Regions from separate parts of the Mus musculus genome. Here all the other regions are linked to region 1. The links are chromatin contacts, called in public HiChIP or PLAC-seq and promoter capture Hi-C maps. All regions are on one chromosome and are shown on one strand. The core of a region is the stretch at or near the end of the contact, and the rest is flanking DNA. Distances in the headings are between cores, read along the strand shown.

Region 1 (3,154 bases), core at 187-2,686:
AAGAAAGAAAGAAAACAAGGCCTGAGGATGTAGCTCAGTAGCAGAGCATTGGCCTAGCACGTACAAGACCGAGGTCTGTCACAAGTACCTCCTACTCCCCCAAGCCATACATTTTGAACATCTGACAAAAAAGACTGGTGGTGTTTGCTCCCTTCCTTAGTCAAATAAAGCACAGGATACAAAACATTGATCAAATATGGCTGCTCACCAACTATAGAAGAAGGCCAGCTGGGCCTTGCTTCTGCCCTCCTGTGAAGACAAACTACTCCAGAGCAGTCAGATGTCACAGGGACAATGACAAGAGATGCCTTCCAGGGAATGCCAAGACTTCCATGTGCAATATAAGCTCGCTCACTTCACCCTCGGGGAGGAAAACAAGTGCTCCCTAGGGCTTACATCAGACAAGGGAACACCAGCAGAAGTCAGGTGCCTCCCATACAATCTGGGTCTCCCTAAGCACAGAAAAAGCGGTCTCGCCTAGAACCTGTAGTCTTCAACCTTAGCTAAACGACCCACCCACCCACCACCAAACAACCACTGGGTCACCAAAGAGATGGATGAGGTGCCAAGAGCTCCAGAAGAAAAGCTGCCCAGACCTCAGCCAAGGAATGTAGAACACGAAGGCTCTGCCGGCCTTCCTTGGAACCAAAGAATTTTTTTCTTCCTCTTAAGGCTTTTCTTCCCAGGTACTTCACCGCAGTCCATCCGGTACCATCAAGCCCTCTAGCAACTGAAGCCTCCCAGTCTTCCGGCGGGGATGAACGTTTGTCCTAAAGGAACGCACTGGCGCAGCGACCACCCAAGGTCACGCCCCGGAAACCAAGGGCAGGAGCTGCGCTGGAGTTCTGGGGACGCCCAGCGAGGCGGGGTGCCACCGGGTCGCCAGTGCTCCCCACTGGCCCCCTAATTAGCACCAGAGGCATGCCCGCCACGCCCCAGGCCGAGCTTCCGGAAGGACGCCCCGGGGCCGCCGCGACCCACCTCCGCGTCCAGGGCCCCTGGTTCTTTAGTGCCCGCCGCCCCGGCCGTGGCCTCGCTGCCCGCACTCGCACGGCCCGCAGCCTCTCGGCTTTGAAGGCTGGGTGGGAGGCAGGGCTCAGGCCCCGCCGCCCGGGCCTCGGAAGCCCTCTGACTCTGTCGCCCCGCACCACCTAGGTCACAGTACACCGAGAGGTCCCCCTTGGCCCCATCGGGAGGCCCCGGCCCGTGCCCATCGCGCTGGAGAGCCGCAGCCCCACCGCCCCCGACCCCGCCCCCGGCCGTGCAGTCCCTCCAGAAGCGACTCCGGCAGCGACCCAGCCCCTGCACCACCACGACCCCTCCCAAGATGCGGTGGCGACCCTAGCCGCGCCTAGAACGCACCTTGAGGGTCGGGTACTCCTGCACCTTCAGGGTCATGGACAGCTGGGCCGCCGACTCCTGCACCGCCATCTTGGGCCGGCCGAGCGGAGGAGGCGGGTACGGGGCACGCCGGATAGTGACGTGCTACGTACGGGAGCAGGCGGAGCGGCTATGAGTCTGCACCAATCGTGTCACCGGGCCGCCCGAGCGGAAGAAGGCCAGAGCCAATCATCTTTCACGGGCTCGACCAATCGCCGGCAGCTCTAGAGAGCGGCTTCCTCATTGAATTGTCCGCTGGCGTAGGCCGCAGATGCGGATTTAGTAGAGCGGGGATCCCGACGCCATGGACGTTCGGAGGGTTGGGGCTGAGACGACTCACGTTGTGGTCGCACCCCCCCCCCACACACACACCTCCGAAGTCGCCTCCCGTAGTGGTCACAGGCCCTGCCTCAGCGCTCGGTGGCCGTTATCTCTGAATGGTCACTTAGGGGTGCGGTTTTTGCCATCCGGGAACTACTTTCCTTCATCTCCATTTTCGCCGATTAACAGCTCTGGCGTCCAAGAGCGGGCTTCCCAATAAAAGATAAAGAATGTTTACAATAGAATAAGACAGGGAGGGGCTATCGAGCAGCTGTGCTTTCCTGCCAGTAATAACATAAGGAACACTTGGGAACTGCATTTGTGAAAAAGCGATGAATCCTTGATTTGGGGTCCAAAAGGCGTCTGAAGGTGTCCAGTCCCTGACCTAAACTTGTAGTCAAGTTGAATTCCTGGAGCAATAGTAATGATCAGTTAACATCTTTCTGATAAACTAAGCAACGTGGATCTTCCAGGGCTCCTGAGTGAAAGCAATTATCTGTGATGTAGGCTTCACCCTACAGCACATGTCACAAGACCTGAGAATCAGTCTGTTCCCTAAGGCAATGAGGACTTCTTTAAACCACCTGAAAAACAGAATTGAAGTAACTATCAACCAGACCACACCTTGACTGAGATTGCTTAATTATCATGCCTTTTACCTACATTCTAATTCTTCTATTTTGAACTCAATTTGGCCATTTGTTGGTAGCCAGACAATAAACTTGAGGGTCACTAAAACCCTTTATCTGAACTGAATGGCTTTTTTTTTTTTTTTTTTTTTTTTTTTTTTTTTTTTTTGGTGAATTGAACCTACCTCACGTTTGCATGATTTCTGCAGAAGCCAGAAGAGAGCGTTAGATCCCCCAGGAACTAGAGTTACAGATTGTTGTGAGACAAGCACATGGGTGCTGAGTACTAAACTTGAGTTCTCTACAAGACCAGCATGTGCTCTTAACCCATGAGCCATCTCTCCAGCCCTCCTCGCCTGCTTTTAAAATTAAAAATGGAATTACATTTCATTCCTTAGGAAATGACTTCTACATTAAGTTGTCTTTTGTATTTTACAGAACTGGATCTTTGTTTTGTTTTTCCTTGAGACTCTATCTTGGAACTCTATGTAGACCAGGCTAGCCTCGAACTCAACAGAGATTCTCTTGTTTCACAGATCTTCTGTGCCCCTTCTCAGATGATACCATCTCCCATGCAGGTTCCATGCCTCCCTCCCCCTAGTCTTTAGTCTTATAGAGTTAGATGATGAAGAAATCAGTGACTGTGAGTCCTCCAGTCCACATTTGCACAGTGGCATTACATATTCCCCTCTGTAGCCATTCTGTCTGACTCTCTTACATGGTCACATTTAAGTCCAGGGCTGTAATATATGATGTTGGCCCCCTTAGAGGCCAACTTTGTGGCTTCCTGGATTCAAAACTAACCCAAAGAGAGAAACATATAT
Region 2 (3,154 bases), core at 311-2,810, 470 kb after region 1:
TAACTCAAGATCAGCCTCCAGTGCATACTGAGTTCAAAGCCAGTATGAGCTCTAAGACTCTGTCTCAAAAACCAAACCAAACCAGCTCACTTTGTCAGTAATTCTGATTTCTGAAGTAAAGAACATTAAAAAAAAAAAAAAAAAAAAAAAACCAGGAGGAAGGACTTGGATGCAGTCCATAGAGTCCTTTTCTAGTAAACTTGTGGCCAAGCACTCACTACACAGAAGAAAAACAAAAACAAAACAAACAAAAGCAGGAGGAAAATTAACTCAGGTGTGGTAGAGTATTTCCAGATACACAGGCAGGAGGATAATGGGTTCAAAGCCAGCTTGGGCTACACAATGAGTTCTAAATGAGCCTTGGAAACATGGTAAAACCTGGATTCAAAATACAACCCAACAAACTCTGAATGTGAAGAATGCTTTTCAAAAAGATCCTGTGCTCTCATTTCCAACCATCCCTGATCTCTGATACTGCTCCACTCTTACCTGTCCAGTCTCCCTTGTGATATGGGTAATTTTTAAGGCACATCATAACTTCAGCCAACTTACACAATCCCCAAATATCAATCAATACTGACCACTGCCCCCAAAGCCCTTCTTGTGGATGACAAGTTTGTAGACCTTTGTGGTTCTCATTTTGTCTTGTGATTTCTTCAGCTGTTCCAATCTTGGAGCAGGGAAGTCATCTTGCTTTCCTGCTACTGAAACACAAATAAAAACATCGAGGATGTCAGGCTTCCTAAATTTGCTCTTTAATTTTAGACCTTGAAGGTACTGGTGGTTGTTCGGCTGAAAGGCGTGCCAACCCTTGCATTATATCGCTCCTCCAATTACCAAGAGAGACAAACAAATAGAAGTGTGCTTTAAAAATTAAAGGGAACTTGGGCTCAGATCTCGTCCATCCTCTAAAGCTATTTTCTCTACCGCATACCTAAAAGGGAGGCTTGTGGTGAGAGGGGCACTACCTTGTTTTTGTCTGCATCAGGAACACCAAAATAGTACAGGGATATTCGAAGAGGTTAGTCCATCACATAAGTAGAGGAACGTCAAAACAAGGGATTCGCCCAAGGTCACTCGAACTGTTATGCACTCCCATGACTCGCGGTCCACTAACAATGTCCTGGGGAAAAGAGAACTGAGGAAGGCTGCGGTTTCCTTGCCGACCCCTCTACTGGTACCAACTCTCAGCGGACCGTCCTGCCTCCATTTCACCGCTGCGGTCCGGGAAGCTTGGTGAGAGAAAGACTGGTCCAAGGTCACACGGGGAACTGCAAGAAGAGTCGGGCCTCGAACCTGGCTCAGGGACCCTTCCTTCAAGCCCCTCAAGTCTCAGCCCGAGGTTGGCGCTCGACTCCCCCCCCCAACCCCCCCACTTCCAGAGCCCCTGCGCGCCTCAGGCCCGGCCCGAGGCCAGATTCCGGACAGATCTCCCCAGGACCTCCTCAGGATATCCCACCTGAGCCCCCACAGTTCGCGCAGCTTCCGCACCAGGGCTCTAGGAACCAGACAGACAGCACCACCGAAGAGCGCTCACCTGAGCCCGCGCCGCTCCCGAGGCTCCGCCCCGAGTCCCCGCCCCTCGCCAGTCCCTGCTCAGCCGGCTTGGCCGCTCTAGCCCAGCCTCCGCCTCGTCTCGGTGGCCGCGCCACTTCCTCCTCCGGGGCTGCGGGGAGGTGGGGGGGGCGGGGCGGGGGGGAGGCTGGGGGCGTGGCGTTGAGTCCGACTTCAAACCGAGTTCCCGTTGGCGTTTCCCGCCACCGTCTACAGGGCTGCCCGCTTTGCATGGAAAATTTGAAAATAGAGCCACAGCCAAGACCTTCGTTTCAGAAGAGCGAAGTGATTTCGTAATAGGAGAAACTCGAGAGAGTCGACTCTTACCTCGCGGAGCTGTTTCCATGTGTTTGACGAAGTTAATAACTAAACCTGGTCCAGAGGGCTATTGAGAAGTGCAAAAGTCTCTGCGGGTGGTGGCTCCCCCTCCTAATCCAGGTTCTGTAGAGACAAGAGTGCTGAACATTCCCTAGAGTTCTTGGGCTATGTAGCAAGAAAACGGGGGTGTGTATAATTCATGAGCGAGTTACTAACTTATTGAAAACTGTTAAATATAATTAAGAAGTACAAGTTAATGATAAGTACAAATGTAACATGTACAGAGACAAGCTTGGAAGGAGAAACCAATTTACATTACCCATTATATACTCTTTTGTTGTCAAAATTAAACCTAATGTACATAAGTCAAAACAAGTGTACAGTAAACTTAAAGTTTGTTTGATTAAAAAAAATATTCAAAACATTGAATGCCCGAGTACAATGGGTTAAATCTACAATAGGCTCGCATGGCAGAAGGCCCAGTAGTTTCCTTAGATGGGGCATAAATCATCCAACCAGAGTAAATTGCGTGGTGGCACACGCCTTTAATCCCAGCACTCAGGAGGCAGAGGCAGGCGGATTTCTGAGTTCGAGGACAGCCTGGTCTACAAAGTGAGTTCCAGAACAGCCAGGGCTACACAGAGAAACCCTATCTCAGAAAACCAAAAAAAAAAAAAAAAAAAAAAAAAACCAAAAAAACAAAAACAAAACAAAACTGTAAGTTGTGTGTTAGCCTCATTACAGAGTAAGGATTCATGGGAAGAAGAACCTGCTAGAAGGCCTGACCTGTTCCCACCTTGTAGGCCAAAACAAACAAACAAAGCCAAAAACCTCCTTATCTAAAGATGAATTATTCCTCATGTCTCAAAAAATGGAGGTGGGAAAGGTAGATTCTCTTGTCCATTGGAGGATCTCAGAGTCTGCACCACATCCTAAATGACTTAAAGAGCAGAGACAAATAGCAAGATGCTATCTATACACAGGGGAATCTGTCCTGTGAGTGCTATGAGACCCACTTGCTAGTTCAGTCAGCTACACCCTCCACCCTGTTAGCAAAAGCAACTTTCAGGAAACACACCCTAACCGTGTTCCTTCAATAAAGGAGGATGCCAGACGTTCTGGGATCAAACTCAGAGCTTCGCAAAGTTCTTTAGACTAGCCAAGCCATGTCTTTGACAGTTGTTTTTACATCTGTAGAGTCAGCAAATTATTCTATTAAGTGATATCTGAAGTCCTCAGATTCTTCAGGAAGGCGTGACTTAGATGAAGATTTTCTCCAACT
Region 3 (3,154 bases), core at 461-2,960, 320 kb before region 1:
AAAGCACACACTTAATCTACAGCCACTCTCTACCTTGAGTCTATCTATGGTCAGTTGAAGAGTTTTAGAAGAAATTCTCATGGAAATGCCCTATCCCTGGACCTTCAGCCTCTTCTCTTCCAGTTTACCTCCAGGTGGGGCTGATATGCCACATAGGATGCTCCAAAGCCCCAAGACATTGGAGTTTGGCTCAAGAGCCTTTATTTGGCCTGTTTGCCTTAATTCTATTACATAGCATACCTGTATTTCAGTTAAAAACCAGACCCTATGGTGTTGGGTAGACACTGACAGTTGAGAGGGTCACCAGGGTGCCACTCTAGTGTGAAGTCCTCTTCTAGGGTATCCTGGTGACTGTGGCTAGCCAAGGGGCCACTTCTTGGTAGGAAGGTATGACAGAGTACTTTCCCAAGTTCCTCACGAGGGTTGCATATGCTTTAGAGGGTCCACAATGCTTTTGTTGTCTTGTCCTGCTTCTCTAGTCCAGGGGAGACCAAAAGCTCATACTCCTAACCCTAGGAAAGGGTTTTAGGGAGCCAAGGACCAGAGAGCCACAGGACTATCCAGAAAGAAACCCATCAGGGGTGTAGCACAGGGTTAGCCAAGCCCCTGTGGGGTGCTTGGATCAGGAGAGGATACCTCAGTGGTTAAGGTTCTGATGGACGCACATATACATAGATGTACTCACTTATCTATGGTACAGATGGGTGGGGAAGAGGTTGCTCTTTACTCTCCATCTCTGACACAAAGTGTAGCTGCTAGAGGGATGACCTCTCCTTCAACTTGTCCTGAAGCACTTACATTTAGTTGTTGAAAGCAGTAGTAGCAGACCAAGCTAGCCCCTTATCCAGCCAACACTGCACCTAACCCCAGGGATTTGCTACCAGAGCAAACTCAGTTCTGCCTGTCCCTGAAGTATGACCAGGAGACAGCCAGTTTCAAGGGCTGTCTGCCTAGCAGAGGCCAAGTGGTTTGAAGTTATTTTTAACCACAGAAGAGTTAATTTTATACAAATAAATGTAAATGTAGTTAAATGATACAGTATTTAATAAAGTGTTCCTTTTCAAGTGATGTACTTCATTTTGTTTAACCTGGTAGTAAAACCAAACTTTTGCAGTATTTTACATAGTGGCTGCAGGATGTTGGGAAAGTCAGATGAATATAGTCACAGATCAGAAAGTCGTATAAGAAACCAGTGTCAGTGCTTGGTACGTTCAGAAGGACAAGCCCTTAGATGGCTCCACATAGTTACCACCATCCCACCCTCTCACGCTGCTCTGGGCCAGATCCACTCTTAAGGGAAGGGTCATGATTGCCCACATAGGACAGGTGGGATCTGCAGGGGCCTGGCCTGCGTGCTGGAGACTCAAGCACCAGAGGCAGGGCAGATGGCCTTGCGGGGAAAAAGAGGCCACTAAGTTATTTGGCTGTTAATGGATGGCTTGTACGGTTTTAAAGCTATGGGTATAAGCTAGAGGCGGGCTCTCCCGCCTTACTGTGGCGGTGGGTAGGAGGGGCCGGTCGGGATCTTGGACTGCATCTCGGTGGGCCGGCCCTCGCCGTGGCCACACCTCCTGACTTTGAGAGGCAGTGGCGCGCACTGCCCAATCTCCCGCCAATATCCCTCGGGCCCGCGAAGGGGCAACCAATCAGAGGCCCAGCTGCTACAGCGCCAGCCTCCTGGAAGGCCGTGGGGGCTGGGGGAGGTCGCCAGTTCCTTTCCGCCTTAGTCGGGCTGTTCCATTTCTCCCGCCCTTCGGACGGCCGCATTAGGCGTTGTAGTTTAGCGACTGCCCGCAATCCCAAGGCTTGGGTTGGAGCCGGGTCCGTCAGGCGGGCGCGCAGAGCTGAGAGGGACTCCCCTGCAGGTGCGCGTCTCATGGTTTCGCCCTTCGCCGCGCGCGCGCGGGAGTTACCGAGGGGCGGGGCCGCTGCGCACTTAAGGGCGGTTGGGCAAGGCGAGCTCAGACCTCGTCAGTGCTGTTGCCGAGTGAAGTGCTTGCCGCCGAGCTGCCCTTCAGACTTCTGCCGCCATGGCCTGCAGACCTAGAAGCCCACCCGGTTATGGGAGTCGCCGCGACGGTGGTGCGAGGTAAGCGGGTCATGCGGTCTACGAGTCCTCGACTTCTCGCCGTCTGTAAGCTAAGGGTTCCCTGAACCATCGGTGCTTGGGGGCCCCGCCCACTGACCGCAGTCTGTGTCCTCAGCCCGCGGTCCCCTGCGAGATGGAGTCTCGGACGGAAGCGCAGAGCGGACGGAAGGGACCGGAAGCCCGAGGACTCCGAGGAAGGCGAGCTCCAGACTGCGGACCACCGACCTGAAAGGTGGGTCCCGACTCCTTGGAAACGGGTTGGTCACTCGGGGGGTTTGGAGACGGGCCAAGGGGACCCTCATCCCGTGGCACTCGGGTTTTCGAAGCTGGTGGAGTAGATTAGCTTACTCTGGAGATTCTCTTCAGTTTTGCTCAGTGTTAGAAGCATCTTACCAGCGACTGATAGGTGGCAGCAAAACTGGTTTTATCCGGAGTGGGTCAGCCTTTATATTTTTCACTCATAATGTCAGTAATGTCAAGGACTACTACTATGAACATCTTGTTAAAATGTTTCGACCTCCAACCCTCCCCTGCTTCCGGGGCGGGGGTGGGGGGGAGAGAGAGAGTGAGTGTGTGTGTGTGTGTGTGTGTGTGTATGTGTATTGGGGCGAGAAATTAGGTTTTATTACCTGAGTGAAAGCGAGATACAAACCAAAATTGAGTCCTAGATTATTCATACTTGTAGTTGGGTCCTTCCATTTGATAAGCTTTTGCCACGGTGTTTAGATTTTTTTCCCTGAGGCATTGTGCTTAAGTCAGTGAGGTCCCTTGGTAGCCTGATGGAGGCGGGCTAGCAAGTGAAATAGTAATTCAGAGAGACCAGGAGTGCCTTAAGAGTAAGCTGGTGATGTGAACTCTTCAGGGAAGTGCTCTCTTTGGGGACCTTTGTGTAGTGATTGATGAGAAAAGCGATCTCAGAAATTTTGACCATACCTTCTTTTATGGGCTATGGTGTTTGCTAGATGGCTGACTAGAAGGGAGGATAAGATAAGCATGGGGCTGCCAAGCCCAGTGAAGGGAATTAGTGACTTAACTCAGTGACTTCTGAATACACAGGCAATGTTG

What was found. HiChIP or PLAC-seq counts read pairs in DNA pulled down with a chosen protein or histone mark. Capture Hi-C pulls out chosen DNA fragments and counts their contacts.
Region 2: a contact with region 1 is called in a CTCF HiChIP or PLAC-seq map of the NIH/3T3 cell line, with 5 read pairs. The contact joins the promoter of Depdc5 here to the promoter of Maea in region 1. A contact is called at or near these places in 2 of 39 promoter capture datasets (hippocampal neurons and neural stem cells), 1 of 15 datasets of contacts at CTCF or cohesin (the NIH/3T3 cell line), 1 of 484 Hi-C or Micro-C datasets (CD8 T cells), 1 of 115 datasets of contacts at active chromatin or transcription factors (cardiomyocytes) and 1 of 9 other capture datasets (adipose tissue).
Region 3: a promoter capture Hi-C map of pancreatic islet shows a contact between it and region 1. The contact joins the promoter of Slbp here to the promoter of Maea in region 1. A contact is called at or near these places in 2 of 39 promoter capture datasets (hippocampal neurons and liver), 7 of 484 Hi-C or Micro-C datasets (B cells, CD4 T cells, CD8 T cells and 4 more), 6 of 115 datasets of contacts at active chromatin or transcription factors (the SCID.adh cell line, astrocytes, embryonic stem cells and 3 more) and 3 of 9 other capture datasets (adipose tissue, liver and pancreatic islet).

The regions. Positions count from the first base shown.
Region 1 is chr5:33,333,854-33,337,007 of GRCm38.p6, reverse strand. It overlaps Maea (macrophage erythroblast attacher), which reads right to left and starts at 1,436. Exons shown (of 9, transcript NM_021500.2): 1 at 1,363-1,436. The coding sequence starts at 1,431.
Region 2 is chr5:32,862,127-32,865,280 of GRCm38.p6, reverse strand. Depdc5 (DEP domain containing 5) reads right to left here and starts at 1,560. Exons shown (of 43, transcript NM_001170567.1): 1 at 1,460-1,560; 2 at 582-704. The coding sequence starts at 639.
Region 3 is chr5:33,651,130-33,654,283 of GRCm38.p6, reverse strand. It overlaps Slbp (stem-loop binding protein), which reads left to right and starts at 1,710. Exons shown (of 8, transcript NM_009193.2): 1 at 1,710-2,089; 2 at 2,205-2,321. The coding sequence starts at 2,031. Tmem129 (transmembrane protein 129) reads left to right here. Exons shown (of 4, transcript NM_026698.3): 4 at 1-1,068.